Linked DNA regions of Anas platyrhynchos: region 2 is linked to region 1. Evidence: chromatin contacts called from public Hi-C data. All regions are on one chromosome and are shown on one strand. Each heading gives the region's core, a stretch centred on a gene start, on an enhancer-like site or on the middle of the called end of the contact. The rest is flanking DNA. Distances are from core to core; before and after follow the strand shown. Region 1 holds the start of ETS2 (ETS proto-oncogene 2, transcription factor). Region 2 has its middle 51 kb from the start of PSMG1.

Region 1 (6,307 bases), core at 1,724-4,223:
CGCTACAGGCTGGCATCCACCCTACTCACTCCTCTCATGAATTACCTCTGGAAGCTAACTCCAGGTACCATCAGCCTGCTTCCTTCACTAAGCAAAGCATCTCCAAACAGTATTATTCTGCCCATTTTCTAAACATGGGATCAGTGTATTTACACACCTTTGGAAGGCTCAGGTTTAAGTTAAGGGGTTCATGCCGTAAGATGTCCTTCTTACGGAACTAGGACCACCAACAGCTACTGAAGTCAAAGGTATCACGTTCCCTGTGTTACCAGGAAAAGGATTGTGCATGGCCTGTATAACTTGCTCTCAGACATATGACTCAAGGAGTAGAATGATAAGATTCTTATCCTTTTACTGACCTATGAGAGATCAAACATAAGGAATAAAGCCAATTTTACAACCATTGTTCAAGTTTATCACAATGCTGTAATTCAGGTGTCGGTAAGTGATCCCTTATCAGACTAGACCGCAGCAAGTTGTCTCAACAATTTTCCTTCTACAAAGCATTGTGCTAAACTATTTTGTTTTACAGAAACTATCTGAAAGTGTGCACCTCTACTTAAGCAAAGTCACGGAGGATATAAATAATCACAGTTCTGTGGGAATAGCAATAATTACAAGCAATTTCTCTCCAGCCATTTTAACACAGGAAAAAAATAAATCAAAATACAATCTTGAACTCAGAAAAAGATGGCAAATGAGAGCTTAACAAAACAAGCAGAGCCCACCAAAATGACAAATTCAAAGTCTGTCTGTATAGCAGAGGAAAAGAAAAATACCCAACAGCTAAAGACAGATCCTTTTCATCCTCCTCTATACGCAATCACAAAAAATAAAATAGTAATAAGAGTCCTCAATCTGAAAGGCCCATTTCAGCTTCACTGTTATGAGATGTATGGGGCTTATCACCAAAACAAATTAACTGGATACAAAAAGAACAGTCAACTTATACTTCATTAACGCTACCCAAAAGTGCAACCTACTGAATGATGGGTTTTACCTCAAATAGCATGTACAAATATTTGCACTAAATTACACATCTCATTGAGCACCAAAGAATTTTACACAGCGTGAGTCTCACTCAGCAAGCATCCTAATATTTTCATTACATTTCCCACAGTTTAAGCTGTTTACCCCTGCATTCAACTGAGCTTTTTAACAACAAACAAACATACGGCCAATTCTAATACCCTGTTTCGACGCTGAAATCAGCAGTTATATAGCTACTTATCCCTATAAGCCTTACCAGTGGGAAAGCACTTGGGAAACCACTATGCACATTTTCAGTGATCTTAGATCTCATCCCCAGTGATTGCTACCAACAGGATTTCTAACAATTTCAGGTGCAGCCCTGGAGTCGTGGCCTCTGCATGAATTCTGTTGGGAACTTTCCCACTGATTAAAAGGTTTTCCCTCCTTCCAGGCTTTTTGTTTGTTTGCTTCTTTGGACACACTTCGGGCACTAAGAGAGGGTTCGCAAGAAGCCTTCATTACTCGGCGTTGCTCATTAACCCAACTCGTCGTGTTTCCATGGCCTTCCCTGTGCGCTACACACCTTGTGAAAAAAGGCATCAGAGCTTCGGTCTAACAACCCAGGAACATCCTAGCATGTTTTGTAACACTCTAACCATATCTCTCAGGTTATTATGGGTTCCTATAGCCTTTGCTCGCCACACATCAGCTTCCCACCCTGCAGCACAACCAGCAACAAGCTATCAGGACCGAGAAGGCAGCGTAGCTTCTCACGATGAAAGGGTTAAAGCCTTTTTTTTTCCCCCACTGGACTCCAAAAGCTGCAGTTTGAGCCCAGAAAAGACACTAGGGCATGATGTGCCTGGGCCTCGCTTCCAGCTCCTCCGCCGCTGCTGACTGCATCTTGCCAGCTATAATTGGTTTAACTGGCAGGACACCTTCTTCAACACCCCCGCAGAGCCGAGCGGGTGAACCAGAACAGGGTCAACAGGATCAGGCACTTATTAACTAATACTCCTGAATTCTGATCAACTTCTCCTCAGCAATAACCGGGTGCTCGCCCACAGCCCGAGCGGGCTGGGAACCATCCCAGCCGGGCGACCTAAGCCACGCTAGTGCCTGCAGTGAGAGCACCTCCACGGCTTTTTTTTTTTTTTTTTTTCACTTCTTAAAAATAAAGAAAAAAAAAAAAGAAACAGAAAAACCCTAAACCAAGCAAACAGAACCCTACAAACAAACAAACAAAAGGGATAACCGGGCTCCTGTCAGCAGGATCTCGTTTCCCACCTCTGCCCAACCCCCTGCAGCTGCTGGGGGAGGGGGGAGCCCCCTTTCGGCACCCAAACTCCGACGGGGGAAATTCACCCGACCCGGCGTTTTTGGGGTCCCTTTCGAGCACCCTCTGCCCGTTAACCCCTTCCTGCCAGCCTCCCCCCAAGCCAAGCCCTCCTCCCCCGCCGCGGGCGGCGCCGGCCGCCATCACCCCCCGGGTCCGGGTCCGGGTCCGGGTGCGGGCTGGGGGCGATGCCCGGAGCCCCCCACCCCAGCCCGGGGCTCCCCTGGGATTCCCCCCGCTCACCTGGCCCCCGAGCGCGGAGCTCGCCAGCTCCTCGGCTTCGCCCCCTCCTCGGCGGCAGGGTCCAAAAAAAAAAAAAAATTAAATAAAAAAATAATTAAAAAAAAAAAAAAAAGAGAGAGAGAATGAAGAAGGCGCGCTGCCTCGCTCCGGGAGCCAAAATATCCTCGATGTGGCAGAGCCGGCCAACAACAACAGCGGAGGAGGAGGAGGAAGAGGAGGAGGAGGCAGTGCCGGCTTGATCCCAGCGGAGAGTCCCGGAGGAGGAGGAGGAGGAGGAGGAGGAGGAGGAGGAGGAGGAGGAGGAGGAGGAGGAAGGGGGCGGGAGGAAGGAGGAGGGAGGCGGGCGGCTGCGTGGGCGCTGCCGAGCCGAGCCGAGCCGAGCCGTGCCGAGGCGCCGCTCGGAGCCGTGTGCGCTGCGCTGTGCCGCGCCGCCCGGCCTGCCCGGCGCTCTTCAGCGGGCAGGGGGCGGTGGCGGCGGGGGGACCGCCCCCCGGAGCCCGGCCCCTTCGCCGGCAGGGCGGTGGGGAGCTGGGCGGAGGCCGGGGGAGGCCTGGGCTAGGTCGTCGTGCCCTGGTTTTGGGGATCTGGGGGCTGTGCTGGATGGGGGGTTGTGGGAGGGGACCCCCACAGTTTGGGGAAGGCAAAAAAGGCAGTTTGGGGTCATTCCAGAAACACATTCTCCCCCCACAGGCTATACACCAGATAACTCATCACGGACATTTTCCATGTTTAATTAACGCCCGGCCTCAAGATGCTAAGATGGGAGAATCAACACCGATGTGCCCAGCCACCTGCCCTGCCCAAGTGAGACCCCGAGCCCGGGGAGGGCAGCAGCCCCCACGCATCCACCCTCGCTTCCACCCTGTGCTCCTCTAGGTTTCTGGTGACCCTCAAGGGAGCTGAACTGCCTTTAAAAAGCTTGCTCCAAGCTTGCTGTGACAGGCTGTGTTATTTAAACTAACTCCCCATCTCAAATTAGCAGTTGTGTTGTGTGGCTGTAACTTCTTTTGGGACAGGAGCCCCCGGTAGCTGCCACCCCTTGGCTCCTCACCAGATTACATGTGATCCTTTGCTGAAGTTGTGGTTATTTGTACCAACAGAAAGCTACAGTGCCTTTGGCTGGTGGTGGTGGTGCAGTTGTCAGGGCCACCTCCTTTGATGCTCTCCAGCTATTTCTGGCCTCAGCAAAGGCCAGACCACGCCACTTGTTGCCTCAGAGTAAGATTTTTCTGGTATTTCTTCCAAACTCTTCAGAATACCTCCTCCTCTCCTTAGGAAAGTGGCTGGTACTCGTTTCCTTATAGCCAAATGTCACCAGGCAAGTTGTGACAGCACACTTTGAGACTGGAAGAGAAGTCTTGATTATGCCAGTGACATTTCTCTCTTCGGGAGAGTCCCGATCTAATAAGGCAACATCTGTTAGAATCCTAAGGGAAGCCATTAAAAACTGTATGTCAGCTGGATAGCAGTTTTAATTATAACACTGACAAAAACAATTGTGCCACCCTTTATACAGGGGAAACATCTGCCAAAAAGATAAGATGAAAGGCTGGGAGTTATTTATTTCTTGCTGAATTGATGTGCTGGAATCTGGAACAAAATGATTAAGTTGCCCCTATTTTCCTCTATTAAAAATCTTATTTTAAAAGTGATTCTTATTGTATACATATATTTAATTTCATTGACACTTATTGCTGGTGTAAAATTCACTGTTGCTCCATTACAAGTGGTACACGCTCAGTAGGCTGGAGTGCGTGGTATATATCAAAACTGAACAGTGAGGGTGGCCCTGCTTGGGTCAGGGACATGCAGAGCTCCTTGCTGACCTGGATTGCGTTCCCTCTGTACTAATCATTGTCAGAGAGTAAAATCTTTAAGCTAGAGAAATAAAGAAAAAATAGTTTTTGTTTTGGTTGAAAATGCTTCTGTAGTATACAAGTGTGTTTGTTTTATTTTAGGAAGTGTCCATCCTCCTCACAATTGCTTTAGCCCTTATCTGTGTTTTTTGCACATGTGTTGGTATACAGAGAGATAAAAGGAGGAGCTATGTATAACCTGATGAATAATCCAGGCTGTAAATGTTGTGTTGGACATTTTTTGTTGTGGATCCACTGGTGCTTTCTGTTTTTTTTTTTTTTTTTTTAGCGTGAGGGAGAAGTAGCTCCAGTACTCAAGGCTGAAGTAATTGGAAAGACAAAAGAAAAGCACAGAGATAAAGATAATAAAAATAATAAATATTTGCAAAATCATTGTACTAGGATTCTGTGGTAGTCCAGATAAGACTTTTTTTTCAGTCCTTGTTGCTCATAAATTTCTTGTTTTAAAGAGGACCCATACTGCAAATAGGTTATGTTTTTTTTTTTTTTCTTTGTTTGTTTGTTTTTTTTCTTTTCTTCTTTCTCTGCAATGGTATCTCAGAAATATGTTGAAAAAATGACCCTCTTGTAGTGCAGTGAATTAAGGTGAAGGATCTTTTAGCACTTGTTACATTGTTCAGGTACATGACGCTTTGTGCTGAAAGCAATGGATGGATGTCCGAGGGGATAATTTGGCCCCAGATTTCTGACCTGAGCAGCTGCAATGCTAATTTGCAGGTTCACCGGAGGAGAGGAGGAACAGCTGAGTGCTGGGGCATCCCAGGGATGTATTCTCGCCTGTGCCAAAACAGAGGGGGAATAAGATCCTAAAAATGTAGAGGTTTAAAGCACAAAGAGGGAATGAGAGGCAGCAGGTATGTGGCAGAGCCGCATTGCAGCCAGCGCTCCAGCGAAGGTATGACTTACTCCTCCAGAATTTCTCTTGCGACACTGAGAGGACACTCAGGAGTGAAAACCCTGTTGTGCTTTCAAAGTATGCGCTGAGCACTCATCTGCATGTTGGCTCAGCTCCCCTGCCCATGTGTGTTTGGGGCATGCGTGGCCCTCCTCCTCATTCTTCTCCTCCTTCTTTTTCTCCTCCTCCTCCTCTTCGTGGCGAATGCCTGGGATCACGGGGTGACCAAAACAGGGCTCAGCACCTGGCCGCCCCATCCCTCTGGGTAAGGTAAACAAACACCCTGGTCATGCATTGAACAGAGGAGGCTGCCTGCTTGTGCCCCCCAAAGACAATTAACAATGAAACGCCAGCAGGGAGCATCTGTAAGATCACAGCATAAAGGGTCTCGGGAAGTGACAGCTTTGGAAAGTAGAGACCTGGTTATCTCGGACTTCAAACAACACACTGTTATGGTTGAAACAAAGGATGAAACTCGTTGGCCCCATGGTTCAAACACAGCTAAACCAAAATATTTATACAGGGCTGGGGAAACGGCGGTATCAAGAAGTCTTTACGTACGTAATATATTCTTCACTTGCTGAGGAAGAGGCTGTTAAAATAAAACACCACAAACCATCCCCACCGAAAAGCTCTCCCCACAGTACATGGTGAACAAAATATGACCAAGATCATTTCTGCGAAGGCATCTCCGTGAGTCATAAAGTATGGCAAGTTATTCATGTGTGTCATTATTCTTAGCACATGCAAACCAACACTAGTAATTACCACAGAGAGAAAAAAAATACTATGTCAAAGTTCTGCCAGCATGTTTGAACAGTAACAAAAATCACTGCATTTCATCTGTGTTGCATAAAGCTGAAGGAAATTAAGTAAGCTGTCAGCTCCACCATGTATAAAAATGCGAAGTTCTTCTGCTTCTCATTTTTTCAACAAGTGAAAATGTTACAGGCATGCTTCAGGTAATTGTTGCCAGTGGACAGA
Region 2 (6,307 bases), core at 1,124-3,623, 92 kb before region 1:
TTTGTGGCAAGGACGTAATTATATAAATTGCTCTCTGTAGTTACTAGCAGGCTGTAAAACTAATAACTTGAAGCAGTGCCCTAGCCTGGATAATGCCCTGGAATCTGGAACAGTGAATGCCAGGTAAATTTGTAGCTGGCGTAGATGTGGTACCAATTTTCTGCTGAACCACCAATGTGCCTGAAATGCTCCTTAAAAACTTTCTAATGCTTGGGTGCATCCCCCTCTTTCTCTTTTTTGTTTTAATGGCATGGGCTGTTGCAGTGCTGCAGCAATGTGTCTGAAAGGTGTGGCAAGGGGGTGAGGTGTGAGTGTTGCCCATAAAGCACTTTAAGAAACCCTGCCCCTCGAACGTACAAACAGAGCAAGCTTCTGAATTGAAAGTGAACTCGGTGCAAGTGTGTTGAGTCAAAACTCACACCAAGAGAGGAAAGAAACCAACCAATCCCTAGAAAATCAATGAGGGGTGGCCCATTCAGGCTTTCTAGCTACAAACCACTGAGAGCTCAGCGCTGCCGGGAGGCGCAGCTCCTCCTGGGGGCTCTCCCCACCTCCTGGGGGACACTGGGAAGAAGAGCCCGGGTCCTCCACCAGTGTGCAGGTGCTGGCTGTGGCAGTTGCAGAGCTGAGTTGTCCTCGGTGTGAGGACAAAACACTCCTTCTGCAGCCACTCGCCCTGTGGTGGCCACGCAGCCAGGGGACTGCCTGTGCCCGATGCTTTGGGTTCAGGGCTCTGCCTTCACCACTGCAGGGCGAGGGAGTAAGAAGCATGTAAGTGTTGGCAGGGCGGCCACGGCTGCTTTCTCCTCATTTCTTGGAGCCACGTGGCTGCTGATCCTTACGGAAATAAGACTCAGCGACTCAAATGGACAGGCAGTTTGACGTGCAAAACCCCCTTCTGTTCTGTGTAGAAGCAAACTGTTGTTGGCCTGGCACTTGGGGCTAGCACAGGACCAGGATTTGGGGGGTTACAACCTCCCCGCCTCCTGCTGCCCCACTCAGATCACTGTCTGCATCCACATGGCAGTGAAACCACCCACGAGCTCTGGAAAGAGCCTGCACATTTTTCACACTTGCCTTTGCAACTCTGCGCTCCGGCACTCGCAGGCTGGCTGGCCAGAGAAAGCTGGGCACGCTCTCAGGAGCTGGGTGTTTCCACAGCGTGCTTGGTGGATGTGAAACAGCAGCCCCGAGTCAAGTCTCCGGCAGGAAATGTTTCTTACTCATGCTATGCTCACATGATGCCCTGTGCCGGCAGCCAAGCTCACGAAGAACAGACACCTCTGCCAGCCACGCGGATGGGCTCCAGGTGTGAGCAGCTCCATGGGCCGAGCGTGATCACAGCGCTCCTGCACAGGGACAGGGGCTCCAGAGCCCCAGAGTGCCTGCAGAAACTGAGCTGTGGGGGCTTGGGCAAGCCCCTTACACTTCGTCCCGGTCCTCCTATGTGAGAAAAGTGAATAATATTTGCTTGCCGACCTCGCTGGGGAGGTGGGAGAGGCAATGAATGTCTGCACAGTGCTGCGAACATAGGAGGTGTTATACGAATGTGTGGCATCCAGGTGCCAAGCCGCGTGTTTGAACACCGCAGGAAAGGGAAATACGGCCTTCAGACAGTTGTGGGTCTAGCAAGGTAGGTTTATTGCAGACAGGAATGCTTAAACTCACAAATAAAGGAGGTGCCAAAATGCATTTATTAGGAGGTGATGGACTGCAGGCACCCCACGAAGCACGGGTGGCACCGGGCAGCAGACACTGAAAGGCGAAGTGCTGCATCCACAGCATGGTGACTGCAGGCACCAAACGTCTGGGAGGGCACGGGCAGAGGTGAAGGAGGGCACGAAGGAGGCTGGTGTTTCCCGCAAGCAGCCTATGAATAGAGCAAGGGTGACAAAAGCGAGCGCTGCAAGCCCCTGCCTGCAAATACTTGTCAGCGCTGCTGTTGGGCACACACCAGAGGCGTTTATTTCCCTGCAAGGTGATGTGTGCTGGAAGCACAACCACGGCACTGCTAGGTTCCCTGCCATGGGTAGATCCCACGTGTATCCCCCTCCCCAAACCTCCCCAAGAGCTGCAGCAGCTCGAGGCACTGCTGACACCCCTGAATTTGGGAGGATTCAAAGCCCCCACGTTTCAGTGCTGGCACAGCGGCGTGAAAGAGAAAGCAGAATCTGCTGGGTTTTGCTGGGCATGGCTACGGGCGCGCTCTTCTCCGAAAACATTTTACAAGGAGGGAAGGTGCGGTGATGCCTTATTGCATTGTGTTGGAGTCAGATGCTCAAAAGGAGAGCGAGAACGCCTGTGTTAATGGTTTCGGAGCCGCCAGCCCCGGGTAGGTGCGTGACCGCAGCGCCTGTGCCGTGGCGCAGGGCTCACAGCGCGGCCTCCCCATGGCAACCCAGGCAAACAAACTGAGAGCTGCAGGGAAGGCATGACTGAAGGGAAAGGGGCAGGGAGCAGCCAAACTATTTTTATATTTCCGAACTGCGCAGCAGTTATTTTTCGCTTTTGCATGCTGAATTCTCCTCGTGGTGCGTTTACTTAGGGGGCGAGATCCCTTTGCTTTTCCTCGGTTTTCCCTTAGCTGCAATCTGCCTGAAGAACTTTTTCTGAGTGAATGCACATCTCCGTGCACACGTGTAACGTTCATTTCCCTACTGTGTGTATTAATTAATACCATCAGTGTGTGCAATTCATCCCTCATCTCAGCATCTGCCAGACCCTCCCCATCAGAGCTGGGACATCCGAGAGGAGAGCATGGGCACCGTCCCTGGGTTACTGCGTCCCTCCAAGAGCTGGGGTTTGTTACTGGCTGCTGCTTGATGGCCCCTAGGCTGAGCCTGGGGATCCCATAGCACCTCTGGGACCTTTCTGGTCCTGCTGCCCCTTGGAGGCCTTCTCCCCATGACCCAGTGTGGGAGCAGGTGCTGGTGGCAATGGTGGAGGGGCTATCCCCAACCCTCCTCTGAGCTACGTGGGCCCAAGGGTGCCCAGCATCTATGCTGGTTATCTGAGGTACAAGGGGCACCATTAAGCCTAACGCCAGTTGTGATAGCAATGAGGTGTAGTTGCTCTGCTCAATGGTTCCAAAAGTTCCAGTGGTGCTCAGGCGAGGGTACCAAAAGGTCCCTGGCCAGTTCGGAGAGGTGGCAGCATGTGCTGGCAGCCATGTCATGCACATGCACCCAAAATCCCTGGGGTGAGATTAGAGCTCCAGGGCACCTGTTGCCAGCACTGGAAAGCACCTCTGCAAACCCTGCAGCCAGATGGGTCTTCTTCAGTGGTGAAGGGCAACGGTGGTCTGGGTTACGATTAGCAAGAGCCAGCTAGGAGACATCTCTCCTCTCCATATGAAAAAGTGACAGATATGTTTTCTTTCCAAAATCAATGCCCTTTGACTGCTTTGTGTGGGATGTGAGGAGCAAAGAGATGGGTCTTCTCCTCCTCTCTCTGATGGCAGGGACTGGACAAGGCAGCCGAGGCTGAGGGCTCCCATGCTAGGGTGGGATTTGACTCACCCACCTTTACTTATCTATGCTACAGCTGCCTACATTGACACCTTTATGGTTTACAGGGGAAATGGGTGTGTTTTGGGCGTTAGCAAAAGCTGGTCTGTTTTTGCTTTCTGTCTCGGGGTAAGGTGAATTGCCCTAGATTTTCCTCTTTCACCCGGGCAAATGTAAAGTGATTTCACTTAGCTTTACTCGTAATGTAAGAAAACGTGTAAGGCTCCCGAAGTTAAGGTAACTTCTTTTCTATTTCAGTGTGGAATGAGAAGAAATTCAGTGGCTCAAAAAACAAAGGCCAGCTGTGCTGAGAACAATGCTGTCATGCTTTCTCCCGTAAATCTGATTTTGCACTTAAAAGATTCTTCAAGTATTTTGGTGGAAGGATTTTCATAGTGAATCATAAAAGCACAAAGCAAAGTGAAGGACTTGACTTAAGAGGCAGCTGTCTCTTGTATGCTTTCGCTTGTTTTTACTTTTCTGCTAGCTTTAAAAGTCAGTCTGGAAGTCCTAGGTATAGCAGAAAGAAATGAGCTTGGCATCCATGCTTACTTTGCTGCAGCCAGTCTCCAGTAAGCCTGGGTTAGGACACCACCGTGTCAGGCAATGTGCAGACAGTTCCTATCTCATTCATCACAGAAGCAGTAGCTGTTTCTGGTGGTCGTCATATGTTTGATATTTTTCTCCTGGCAACTCCTCGAGGTTCAGCAGCTTTCACCAGTAAGCAGCCAGCGGGGCCAGGCATGAAGCCCTGACATGGGAAAGAGCATTTTCTGGGCAGTAATTTATAGCCCTGAGTTTGCACAGCCATCGCTGGAACATGTGGCAGACGTCACAGCAGCTCCTGCTGCAGTCATCCTGCAGAAATGTTTCTTCTTACTGGAAAATACTTGTTTATGGAGATGCTAATCAAACCGGTACTTCTCTCGGGGCTTTTCATATGCTTGGAGGTCAAGTTTCGGCATGCAGTATGTTACATGCTAACTAGGTAACTGAACAAATGAATCAACAGAAAAATTAATGAGATTTCAAAGGTGGAGACAAGTCAGAGCCACTTTGTTCCACCTGTATGTAAATTTAGCTTCAGAAATCCCCGAGATACTTCCCAGGGGTTGTAGCTGCCTGCTCAGCCCGGTGCAGTGCTGTGCCTTGCTGCTGGGACGGGTCGGATGAGATGGCACCGAGCGTCTGCAGCATGGCACAGCTTTGGGGAAGGCTCGTGCCTGTTTGGGAGGTGGTTTGCAGCCGACAGAAGAACAATAACGCCATTCTTCATGTGTCTGATCCATCGGACCTTTGTTCTTTCCCCCTTGATGTGCTGGAGGAAAGTCACTGCAAGTGCCATTGTTTTCCCCGAGTGTTTTCGAGGGCTTTAATGTGTTTATTTCCTCTGCCTAATTCAATGGATTTATTTGTTTTCAGGATATTTCAGACAGGAGAGTGCTAAGATACCAAGTCTGTTTTGCTGCCTGGGTTAGAAACCACCTTTGAAAATTTTCTAGACTAATTTTTTTTTTGTGTAGTAAAGCGTGTCTGAAAATGATTCATTAGCGATTTTAACCTCGCAAGGCTGTCAGGAGATTGAGGCAGTCAGAGGGGAAAAGGCGTCCCCTTTCTGCCCCTTAGCCTTTGCTTTGCAGGCCGGGCTGCGGCAGCCTGCCTGCCCGCTCCCACCTCGGCACAGCCCCAAGGACCAGCAGCCTTCAAGCAGGCTATAATTAAGCAGCTCCCAATTTCGGCAGAAGAGTGCCCCAGGAGCAAAAAGGGCAGTCCTGCTGGAAAGCTCACATTCATGCTAATATTGTCAAACTGAATCCTTTTTGCTCTGTGTGCGCTGTACCTCCGTTACACATCCTAAAGCAATTACAGGAGAAAGAACCCATAAGAAGGGCTGTGTGCCCAAAACCTCATGCATGTTTTCCAGCTATGTTAGGAAACCCAAGAAAAGCCATTTCCTCTTCTCACAAACCATCTTTCTTTGAAGAAAACTATGTGTGGAATAAAAGGTGTTTTTCGGATGCCGCTGTGTGGTATTTAAGGAAAGTATTTGTAAGGTGGGTCTCCTTCGCAGCCCAGCTGAAGAACCAGTCAAGAAAAGTCTGCCCGCCGCCCTTCCCACACCGTGGCATTTCAGAGAAAGTTGAGGTGTTGTTTCCCTGGCACAAAAGCCATCTGTGCAGCGGATCACAAAGGATGAGACAGCTTTACACCTCCGGCAATGCTCCTGTCGGTACTGTCACTGCAGCGTGCTCTTGCTTTCCTGGCTGGTCTCACCCAGGGCAAATTTCTCTTCACTTTGGTGGCAGATAGACAGGGGCTTGTTTCAAAGGGGGAAAAACAGCAATGACGTAGGAAAAAATGGGTAGAAAAAAAATATTTAATATCTACAAAGTTTTCAATCTTTCTATCTGTCTATCTATACAAGCCTTGGCTCTCAGGGTAACATAGAAGCGTTTTTTCAAGCAAAATCAACAGGATCAGCAAAGTGGTGGTTGCATGCGGCGTGGATGGGTTATGGCAGAAAAAAAGAGGACCTGGATTAAATCTTTTGGGAAAGTGTGGGTTTGAGCTCGGAACTGAGAGTCACGGACGTGCGCAGGCACGCTGGTGTGTGAAAATACACCCAAGGTATTCCCCGGGAGCTTGATAATTGTTTATTGTTCTGGGCTCTGATCTCAAGCAACAAGATCGGTGCAGATAAGGAAGGGCTGGCTTCCAAGGAAGCTGAGTGAGGAGCAGAAATAAGAGCACGTTTCAAGAACTCATTGACGTACTCATTGAAGAGCTCTTGGAGCACCGAA

The links. A called contact is a pair of places that touch in the nucleus more often than the background predicts.
Region 2: a contact with region 1 is called in a Hi-C map of subcutaneous adipose tissue, with 1.8 times the contacts expected there. The contact joins the enhancer-like site here to the promoter of ETS2 in region 1. A contact is called at or near these places in 3 of 8 Hi-C or Micro-C datasets (liver, skeletal muscle and subcutaneous adipose tissue).

The regions. Positions count from the first base shown.
Region 1 is chr1:113,290,106-113,296,412 of IASCAAS_PekinDuck_T2T, reverse strand. It overlaps ETS2 (ETS proto-oncogene 2, transcription factor), which reads right to left and starts at 2,973. Exons shown (of 10, transcript XM_027449110.3): 1 at 2,552-2,973.
Region 2 is chr1:113,381,462-113,387,768 of IASCAAS_PekinDuck_T2T, reverse strand. No RefSeq gene overlaps it. Among named protein-coding and RNA genes, the nearest start is that of PSMG1, 51 kb to the left of the region's middle. Within about 2 kb of position 2,373, at least 2 of the 8 cell types and tissues checked have an H3K27ac peak or open chromatin away from gene starts, as enhancers often do. A contact at or near this core is called in subcutaneous adipose tissue, where this site is marked.